Regions from separate parts of the Pan troglodytes genome. Here region 2 is linked to region 1. Evidence: chromatin contacts called from public Hi-C data. All regions are on one chromosome and are shown on one strand. The core of a region is the stretch at or near the end of the contact, and the rest is flanking DNA. Distances in the headings are between cores, read along the strand shown. Region 1 holds the start of CUL5 (cullin 5). Region 2 holds the start of NPAT (nuclear protein, coactivator of histone transcription).

Region 1 (5,108 bases), core at 942-3,441:
GAATGTCCTAGGCATTCACAAGAAACATAACTGTTGTCTATGAGAAGAAAGAATGGATGCCTGGGGGACTGTGGAGGAAGGCAGGCCTATTTTTTAAAAATTTTCCCCAAATATTTAATTATGAAAAATTTTAAACATATAGATGAGTTGGTTTTACACAGGGAACCCTAGCATAGCCACCACCTAGACTCTACCATTAACATTTTACTATACTTGATATATATATATATACATACTTTTTTTTTTTTTTTTTTTTGAGACAGAGTTTCACTCTTGTTGTCCAGGCTGAAGTGCAGTGGCGCAATCTTGGCTCACTGCAACCTCTGCCTCCTGGGTTCAAGCTATTCTCCTGCCTCAGCCTCCTGAGTAGCTGGGATTATAGGTGCCCGCCACCACTCCCGGCTAATTTTTTGTATTTTTAGTAGAGACAAGATTTCACCATGTTGGCCAGGCTGGTCTTGAACCCTTGATCTCAGGTGATCCACCTGCCTCGGCCTCCCAAAGTGCAGGGATTACAGGTGTGAGCCACCACGCCAGGCCCGCTTTATCAGTGTTTCTACCCAACCATCAGTTCATCTTATTTTTTGATACATTTCCAAGTAAATTATAAATATAGATTCACTTACTCCTAAATTCTTCAGTATGGGTAGCATTAAACTTCAAATTTTGTTAACTATTTTCTCTTTGAATTAAATGCACATTTTAAAAAAATTTTATTATTTTTTATAGCGATAGCTACTTTGCACAGGCTGGTCTCGAACCCCTGGGCTCAAGTGATCTGCCTGCCTTCGCCTCCCAAAGTGCTGGGCTTACAGGATTGCGCCACTGTGCTTGGCTGAAATGCATAAATCTTAAGGGTATACTGGCTGAGTTTTGACAAGTGCATACACCTGAATAACTGAAGTCCCTACCACAATATAGAACATTACATCACCCCAGAAAGTCGAAGGAAGACTACTTTTGATTGTATTATTTTTAGCACCTTCTGAATTTTGTATTATGTGCCTGCGCTATTTTTAAGAAATAAATATTTAAGCATTTTAAATATTTAAACATTTTTATAACAGTGGGCCGATTCTAAATTGGATGAGAAAGAGTGAAAACAGGAGATGGCAGATAACAGGTGGGGTCAATGGAATGGAGAACTTATTGAAGTCAGAGTTGTAGCAGTGGTGTTTCCAGAACAAGTGAGTTAGGAAAATTGGAATGCTTCGGTTGACAGTAGGACGCTGAAATCAAGCTCTCAAAAGTTGTCTTAAGGTTCAGTTAAGCATAAGCAAAGGGTGGCTTGGGTAGATGGAGATTAGGATACTAGTTTCCTTTCCCTTCCTACGCTCTCAAGTGCACACTGTATTTTTTTGTTTGTAGTTTTTTGTTTGTTTGTTTTTTTGTTTTTTTTGTTCTTTTTTTGAGACAAGAGTCTCGCTCTGTCGTCCAGGCTGGAGTGCAATAGCGCGATCTCGGCTCACTGCAATCTCCACCTTCAGGGTTCAAGCGATTCTCCTGCTTCAGCCTCCCGAGTAGCTGGGATTACAGGTGCCCGCCACCATGCCCGGCTAATTTGTGTATTTTTAGTAGAGACAGGGGTTCACCATGTTGGCCAGGCTGGTCGCGGACTCCTGACCGCAGGTGTCTCGGCCTCCCAAAGTGCCGATTATAGGCGTGAGCCACGGTGCCCTATAGGGATTATAGGCGTGAGCCACTGCGCCCGGCCTCTTTGCAATATTTATCACAACTCCCACTAAGTAATATTTGACTTGTGTAACCATCCTTAACATTTGGCTACCTTATTAGGCCATAAACTCCAAACAAGCAGGGGTCTTCTCTTTTATTTAATCCTGTATTTCCTGTGCCTAGTACATATAAGTGCTCAAACAAGTATTAACTACTTGATTGGATTCTTTAAGTAGGCCCATCCCTCTTCTCTTAGTCCAGAGCTCTTACTTATTTCTACGCATTATGGCCGTATGAAGGCTGTTTGTAAACATGCAAAATACAATACCAGGTATCCTGCAGGTTCCACATGTAAATTATATTATCTCATTGGCCAGTGGTGTGTGGTCTGAAGGGGTAAAACCTGGGGGCTTATGGTTTAGGATCTTCTAGGATAATGTGCCTTCAGAAAATCGAAGATTAATATTCATTCTCTAAACAATCTTTTTTTTTTTTCAAACTTTTTTGTAATGACGAGGGTGTTGAACTGGCCTCAAGTGATCCTCCCCCTTCGGCCTCCCAAAGCACTGAACAATATTTTATCTAAGTGCCAAGCATTCCTGAATAGAAATATTAAGAGTCATCACGCTTGTGCAGTCAACACATATTTACTGGGCGCATTCTATGCACGAGTTATTGAAGACAGCTGTTGTGAGCATTTCAGGACAATGCACCTCCCTTAACACCGAGTCCGGGATTTGGGGCGGGGTGCCGGAAAACGCCAGGTCCCGCCAGCAGAGGGCGCGGTCCCGGCCTCGCTGCAGCCTCGGGACCCACCGAGGCTTCCAGGCTCCCACGCTCGCTCCCGAGCGCGTCCCCGCCCTCGCGTCACGTGACGTGGCCGCGGAACCTGAGCTGCGGGGCCTAAGCCGAGCTAAATTCGTTGCAGGTGGCCGCGGCGGGTGCAACCACAAAGGCTAATCCGAAGGAGTCGGGGAGGCTCGTGGAGTCGATGCTTCCTCTTCCAAGTCAGGTCGGCTCCCGTTACCTTCTCAGCATTCGCGGTTCACGTCTTCCTGAGCGCGTGCATGAGGTCTTTCGCGTGGGGAAGCTCCGGTGACCATGTAGGGGACAAGAGTGAGGAAGCTCCTGGTGCTTGGGACGAGGTCAGCGCTGTCGGCGCGCTGCTCCAGCGCCCACCACACCCTGGTGCGGGCCGACGGGCCCTGGGCCCTGGTGGGAGCTCCGGCCTCCGGTCAAGGCCTGGCCGGGAGCGCCACGAATTCTCGCGTCGTCTCGCGAGAGTCCAAGTTAAAGAACATGGCGACGTCTAATCTGTTAAAGGTAAGACCCTCACTCCAGCTTGGGTTTTACTGTGTGGCCGCCGGGTTCGGCTCTTTGGGAAAGGCACGGCTCAGGTTCAGCTGCGAAGTGTGGGAGTGTTCAGGGGTTGTCTACTGGCAGGGAAGCCGCGGTGGCAGCCGGCGAGTACCGGAACGCGGGTCTGTGGCCTTGGGGTCGACAGGCTCTGGTGGTCGCTCCCGCCGACTGGCCGCTGGGAGAAAAGCCTGGCTGAGCGCTGGCGAGGAGCGATGCTTTCAAGGGACCAGCTCTGGCCGGGAGCGGGAGATGAATGGTCGTGCAGTGTCCTGACCAGCTGGGCCGTTAGTACTGTTAGGTCTCAGTTTCTTGTAAAGCAATGTCTAAGACGCATCAAAGGAAAAACCAAGAAAATGCTGCCTAACAGGTTTCAGTGACTCGACCCCCCACTTCTTCCATTTCTGTTCTCGTTCTGTCTGCACGAAATTCCGAGTCAGACCAGCAGTGCCTCCCACTCCACCCCGCTTCCTCCCTTTTCTGCGTGTTACACCTTCCCTCCTAATTCTCCCATTCTTGAGTTCGTCTTTTTCCTTAGGAAACTGCTTCCTAACCCCCACCCAGTTACAGGACACAACCAGATGACAACTGATGAAGCGATACCATCGTTTTAGGGCGCAGGAAAGTTACCTTGTCAAAGACAGTATTTAAAGTTAGTTTTATATAGCAAGGGAGATCTAGGCCCACAGGGGCAGATTCTCCACCAGTTAAAAAGTTTGGAGAAGAATGAGGAAGACTTAGAACTAGTCTGTTCTGTGTATGTGTCTGTAGTAGTTAATCATTTGCCTTAAAAGTACGGACAGAAATGGGAGTAGTGAATAGCTCAGGGAACATAATATTAATGGCAAAAACCGCAGTCACTTTTGCACCAGCCTAATACAAAGGATGAACCACTTCTTCCTGAGGCCTCTCATGCCTTCAGGCAATGTGGATGAATACTAGAAAATAATAGAAAATATACAGGAACCTAACCATCATGTCTTCTTTAGACCACTGATATTTGATTGTCTAATAGATGGGACTGTCTCATAAAATGAAGAACAAATTTTACTAAGAGGCAGTACTGTATATCACCTTTTAAAAGGGAGAGGGGCCCTAGAATTAGACTCCCTGAATAGCCACCACTTAAAAGCTGTATGACTTTGGGCAAGTTTCCTTATGAGTAGGACGGCATTATCAGTAGCACCTGTATCATAGGAACATTGTGAAGATTAAATTAGTTAATATATCTATAATGCTTAAAACAGTGCCTGGCACTTAGTTAGTATAGTACAATAAATTACTATAACTACTCCCCCTCTTTCGTTAAGAAAACGAATTCGGGGAATTGAGTAACCCATCCCACTCTGCTTTTCTCTTTTATAATGGTATAGCAAATTTCCCATGCTTTACTTCAGAAAGAAAATTTGTGGGCTGGGCACAGTGGCTCACTCCTGTAATCTCAGCTCTTTGAGAGGCCAAGGTGGGAGGATTGTTTTAGATACATTAATTTAATCTTCACAGTGTTCCTACAATATAGGTGCTATTGATAATTCTGAGTTAGAGGTTATAGTTAACTATGATCACGCCACTGCTCTGTGAGACTCTAAATGAAAAAAGAAAAGGAAAGAAAATTTGTTTTATTTCTGAAGATTCCTATTGATGCATCTGTGTGTTTACATAAACAGTATGCTATTAATTGAAATGTGTTTAAGAAGTAATTTTGTCCGTGATTCTGGAAAATTTTGACTTGTTGATTACCTGGATATAAAGCAAGGTCTTTTTCTCCCCAAAAATAACTCTCAGAAAAGAGTAAGTCACTGTACTACTTACAAAACCTCACAAAGGATTGTTTGGAGGAGAAGCTACTTTGGTCTATATTAGTTAAGTACTTACCTGTGGAAGCTACTTTGGTTCATATTAGTTGAGTACTTACCTGTGGAAGCTACTTTGGTTCATATTAGTTAAGTACTTGTGGAAATTCTGAATCTACATCCACAGCACAGACCTGTGAATGGGAAAACTGCCTGAATATACAGAAAACGGGGTACTTAGGGTTTAGGTTTAAAAGCTCACAAGAATTTAAAAAGTGTTTTAAC
Region 2 (5,108 bases), core at 1,216-3,715, 210 kb after region 1:
TCATTGTTCTTTGAATAAATTTGACTTGTGAAAGGGTGACACAGAACATAACACAGAATGTTCTGTTTAATGGGTGTCTAATGTCTACTGGGGTCCAGAAAAGTGTTTTTCTGTGTGTATGTTTAAGAGTTAAAAAAAACCTAATTATCTGAACACTAAGGGGAGAAAACTTAACTTCTCTATGTTCAGCAATTGGCACAGTGTTTGGAACATATTAGGCACCCAAAGATTTGCTAGAAAAAAACATTATGAAGGGACCAATAACAAGAGGAGCTGAAGATGGCGAGGGGGTACTGATAGGAAAAGAATCATGAGTAAATAATAAACCTGATATGAGAAAGATATACACGATATATATCTATTTAAGATGTAAAATGATAAACGACAAAAGTAAGAGCATTAGGCATGGGGAGGCTTGTATTGTATACCTCTGCCCATTTGAAATTTTTAGTAAGAATAGAATTATCTCAACTTTCAGAATAAAAGGTATAGTGTGAAAGCTTCAGGGAGATTTGTAACAACAGTAAATAAAATGAATTGCGAGGACAACTGTCTGGGAAGCCATGACAGAAGTCCAAAAGAGAAGTAATGGCAGGCACATTGCGGGATTGGTGGCAGTGAAAATGGAATGTGAATGACAAAGATTTTTAAGATAAGAAAACCATGGCTGGCGTTTTTTGTCCATTAAATGAAAAGCAGGAAGTCAGCAGAGTAGCTGGTTTGTGGAGAAAGAATACTCACAAATTGATGTGAATTATTTCAATTAGAAAATGATACTGCTTTCTTAGGACTTTCTTAACTAGGGGTGATTCTGCCCTCCAGGGGACATACTAGCAATATCTGGAGACATTTTCGCTGATCACAACTGGGTAAGGGTAGGGTGGGGAACGGGTGTCCTACTGTAATCTAGTGAATAGAAGCCAGGAATGCTGCTAAACATCCTACAATATTTGAGCACAGGATAGCTCCCCACAATAAAGAATTATGAGGCCCAAAATGTTAACAGTACTGAGGCTGAGAAACTATGTTTAAGACTATAGTTACCGAAACTCAACTAGATTACCAAACTGCCAAAACTCAGAATTCTTAAGCAAAAGATTAATCAGACATTAACAAAACATTAAACTTGTCATTATGTTTCTTCAAAAATGGATGGTGGAACCATTTCCGTTTAACGTTTCCTGCAAAATGTGCTTATCAAGAGCCCTGCGCAAATAACATTTTTGTGGACAGCGCTGGGCATTTAAAAGAGGCACAAGACAAATGGGTTTTCCGAACAATAAAATAATGGTAGTAATGGCTGTGAATACTATGGGAGGTTTCATCACAGATGCTTGCTATTTACTTTTAGGGACGTCGCATACGACGTCCGTAAATTACTGGCTCGGGTTTTGAGCTTTACCTGGCTCTCGTCCCCTGTAGTACAATCCTCTTTATTCTTTCAGGGGACAAACAACAACAAAACCCGTCTCTCACACAGACAATACACCCTGACAGACAAGTGACCCACAAACCATCCCTCCTCAAATGAAGGTAAAACTAGGGCTAGAAAACGTTCAACTAATTTAAGGCAATTAACCCTCTGAAATTTTTCGCTGATCAAAGGAACAGGAATTGCTGTTTTAAAATATGCAACTGGCATTTCACACCTCTACACTGGACGACGTATTGCGTGGAGGATGGAGAAGGAAGATCACCCCTACTCCCAAATTCGTAGTTATAAGGGCGGGTTATTAGAAGGGCGCCAGGAAGGTCTCTCTACAAAGATGGGGGGCCGGGGAACTCCCTACTTGCCCTATCTTGGTCCCAACACTGAACCAAGGAAAGTGCGCCCAAGGTTGAAGCACACGCAATCCGTCCGTCATGCAGACAAATGCTCTTTCAGGGGTCCTAATTAAGTGTGGAGGCCTGACTTTCCTTCCGAATCCGCCCCAGGTGTTCCACCCCGAGCTTCCCCTCGGCCTTCCCCTCGCCACGCAGCCTCTGAAGAGAGGAGCATCTACATACAAAGAGGCTTAAACTGCCCAGAACCTCCGAATGACGAAGAATCACCGCCAGTCTCAACTCGTAAGCGGGGAGGCAAAACCCCAAAGCTTCCCTACCCAGGGAAAACCTTTGGCCTCAAAGGTCCTTCTGTCCGGCATAGCCGGGTCCAATAACCCTCCTTTCCGGGTCCGCGCTTACCCAATACAAGCCGGGCTACGTCCGAGGGTAACAACATGATCAAAACCACAGCAGGAACCACAATAAGGAACAAGACTCAGGTTAAAGCAAACACAGCGACAGCTCCTGCGCCGCATCTCCCGGTTCCAGTGGCGGCACTGAACTCGCGGCAATTTGTCCCGCCTCTTTCGCTTCACGCCAGCCAATCGCTTCCGCCAGAGAAAGAAAGGCGCCGAAATGAAACCCGCCTCCGTTCGCCTTCGGAACTGTCGTCACTTCCGTCCTCAGACTTGGAGGGGCGGGGATGAGGAAGGCGGGGAGGACGACGAGGGCGAGGAGGGTGGGTGAGAGCCCCGGAGCCCGAGCCGAAGGGCGAGCCGCAAACGCTAGGTCGCTGGCCATTGGTGGACATGGCGCAGGCGCGTTTGCTCCGACGGGCCGAATGTTTTGGGGGAGTGTTTTGAGCGCGGAGACCGCGTGATACTGGATGCGCATGGGCATACCGTGCTCTGCGGCTGCTTGGCGTTGTTTCTTCCTCCAGAAGTGGGCGCTGGGCAGTCACGCAGGGTTTGAACCGGAAGCGGGAGTAGGTCCCTGCGTGGCTAACGGAGAAAAGAAGCCGTGGCCGCGGGAGGAGGCGAGAGGAGTCGGGATCTGCGCTGCTGCCACCGCCGCGGTTGATACTACTTTGACCTTCCGAGTGCAGCGGTAGGGGCGCGGAGGCAACGCAGCGGCTTCTGCGCTGGAAAATTCAGTCGTGTGCGACCCAGTCTGTCCTCTCCCCAGACCGCCAATCTCATGCACCCCTCCAGAGTGACCCTTGACTCCTCCCTCTCCTCACTCCATCTTTCCTGGCCTCTCTCCGGGTTCTTAGCGGACTTGGCCAATAACCTCCTCCTTTTAAACGCCCTGAATTGAACCCTGCCTCCTGCGCATCCTCTTTTCGTGTCACCTTAGGGTTCAGATTTAACTACGCGACTTGACTAGTCATCTTTTGATCTCTCGTATTTAGTACTTTTAGTCAGCGAGCATGTATTGATATTTCAACTTCAACCTCGCGGTTAAGAGCTTGGGCTCTGGAATCATACGGCTGGAATTGGAATTCTGTCAGTCGTGTGGCCGCTCTCTACTGTCTTGTGAAGATAAGTGAGATAATCTTGACCTGTGGTGAGCACTCGTGAGCGTTAGCTGCTGTATTTACCAGGTACAGATAAGACAACTACAGTGGATGATAATGTATGTGGTGATAGGGGAGTACTCTGATGGTAGAGGAGTGACTTTGGTTCTCTGCAAACTCAGCCTGAGACTATCAATTCAGTTTGTGGTGAGACCTCTCAGTGTTACCTTGGCAGATGGTAGAAGCCTTCCAAATGGAAGGAAAAATGCGTGTAAAGGCACAAAGTGTAGAAGGACCCTGAAGTTCCAGAGTGAGGCCTGGCATTGAATGAAATATATTTTGTGGGTTTTCAGCTGCTGAAGTCATAGGAATGGATGAGACCAAGAAAACAAAGCTGTTTTTGAGGTATGAGCGGAAGAAGAGGTATCAGGAGACTTTCGAAACAGTCATAACGGAAGTTAATATGATCATTGCTAACATTTGCTGTGTTTCAGGCACTGTAAGCATGTATATGGGTCCTTACAGGGACTCATAGAGGTAGGTACTAGTATTGTTTTTCCTTTTATCATTGAGAAACTGAGGTTTGAAGAGATTAGTGAACTTGCTCTAGATTATACAGTTTGTAAGTGGCTGAACCAGGATTTGAACTAATACAATCTGACTACAGAGGCCACACTCCTTAGCACTAGAAAAGAATGGCATGCCAAGGGCAGAGTTATTTCTAGGAAGATGGGATATAAGCGTCATTGTCAAGTTGTGCAAAGGGGTCAACTTGGTTGAGATCTAAAAAGGAACACTGAATTCGTCAATTCAGAGGCTCGTAGGAAGTAGGAAATCCTTATCTTTTCGTTTGAACCTTGAGTGGAACCCAGATATTCTGGATTAATGTATAAATGAAGTTCATCTTTATATGGTGACACTCATACTCTAGTTGACTACCTAATAGTTCCTCTGCCTTCTTTCAGTTCCGCCAACATACTGTGTTCTTTAACATTGTAGAACCCTTTGGCTATAAGCTAGTCTCCTTCCCTGAAGTGTTGGTCCTCTAGCCCTTTTTTTGATTGGCACCAGTTAGTTCAGATCTTGGCTTTATTATAAACTCCTCTGAGATATATGTTCCCTGACAGTTTATCTAAAATGATTCTCTCTACAGTTATTTTCTATTACTGTGTTTTTGTTTCCTCAGAGGCATACATCACAATTTGGAATTATGCATTGGTTTATCAATTTACTTGTTTATTGTCACCCTGCTGCCCAGATATGACTTCATGAGGGTAGGATTTGTATCTGTTTAGTTCATTATTTGTTTAGCTATAAGTAGTAAATATTGTTTGCATCTATCAGTGAATGAACATCTTCTGTTCATGTAGATAATACTGAACTGTTTTGTTTTCTTCAAAATAATCATTAAGAAGCTGAAGGTAAGAAAAACAAGTTCAAGGAAGTCACACCATGGGGAAAAAAAAGTCAAGTTTAGGGCTGCCTCTTCCGGGAAGTGTCAAATCTTTAGTATATTTAGGAATAAAGGTGCCAAACCTTATGGTTCTTTGGATATTGCTAAGGTATTTTCATTGGTTAGATTACCAGTTTCATTTTCCTTATTGACTCAAGAGGGCTTTAAACTGAGATTGAAGAAGTAAGAAGATTCCTAGATAAAACCATAAGGAATGGAAAAACAAAAATGATAATACTTGTCCACAGGAAGTATATAATCAAATGAAAAGAACTCAAATAACAATCTGTAATCTATAGCAGAGTAAAGCGGAAGTTGTAACAGTGTTGGGGGATGGGGGAAGTCAGAAGAACCACCAGTGAATACAAAAGGAGA

What was found. Hi-C and Micro-C count contacts between places; a contact is called where the count stands out from the background.
Region 2: a Hi-C map of stem cell-derived neural progenitor cells shows a contact between it and region 1, with 2.9 times the contacts expected there. The contact joins the promoter of NPAT here to the promoter of CUL5 in region 1. A contact is called at or near these places in 1 of 7 Hi-C or Micro-C datasets (stem cell-derived neural progenitor cells) and 1 of 1 datasets of contacts at active chromatin or transcription factors (stem cell-derived excitatory neurons).

What each region holds. Positions count from the first base shown.
Region 1 is chr9:109,991,497-109,996,604 of NHGRI_mPanTro3-v2.0_pri, forward strand. It overlaps CUL5 (cullin 5), which reads left to right and starts at 2,192. Exons shown (of 20, transcript XM_522173.9): 1 at 2,192-2,966; 2 at 2,968-2,997. The coding sequence starts at 2,742.
Region 2 is chr9:110,205,968-110,211,075 of NHGRI_mPanTro3-v2.0_pri, forward strand. NPAT (nuclear protein, coactivator of histone transcription) reads right to left here and starts at 2,466. Exons shown (of 18, transcript XM_508739.8): 1 at 2,185-2,466. The coding sequence starts at 2,221. ATM (ATM serine/threonine kinase) reads left to right here and starts at 2,772. Exons shown (of 63, transcript XM_016921933.4): 1 at 2,772-2,871.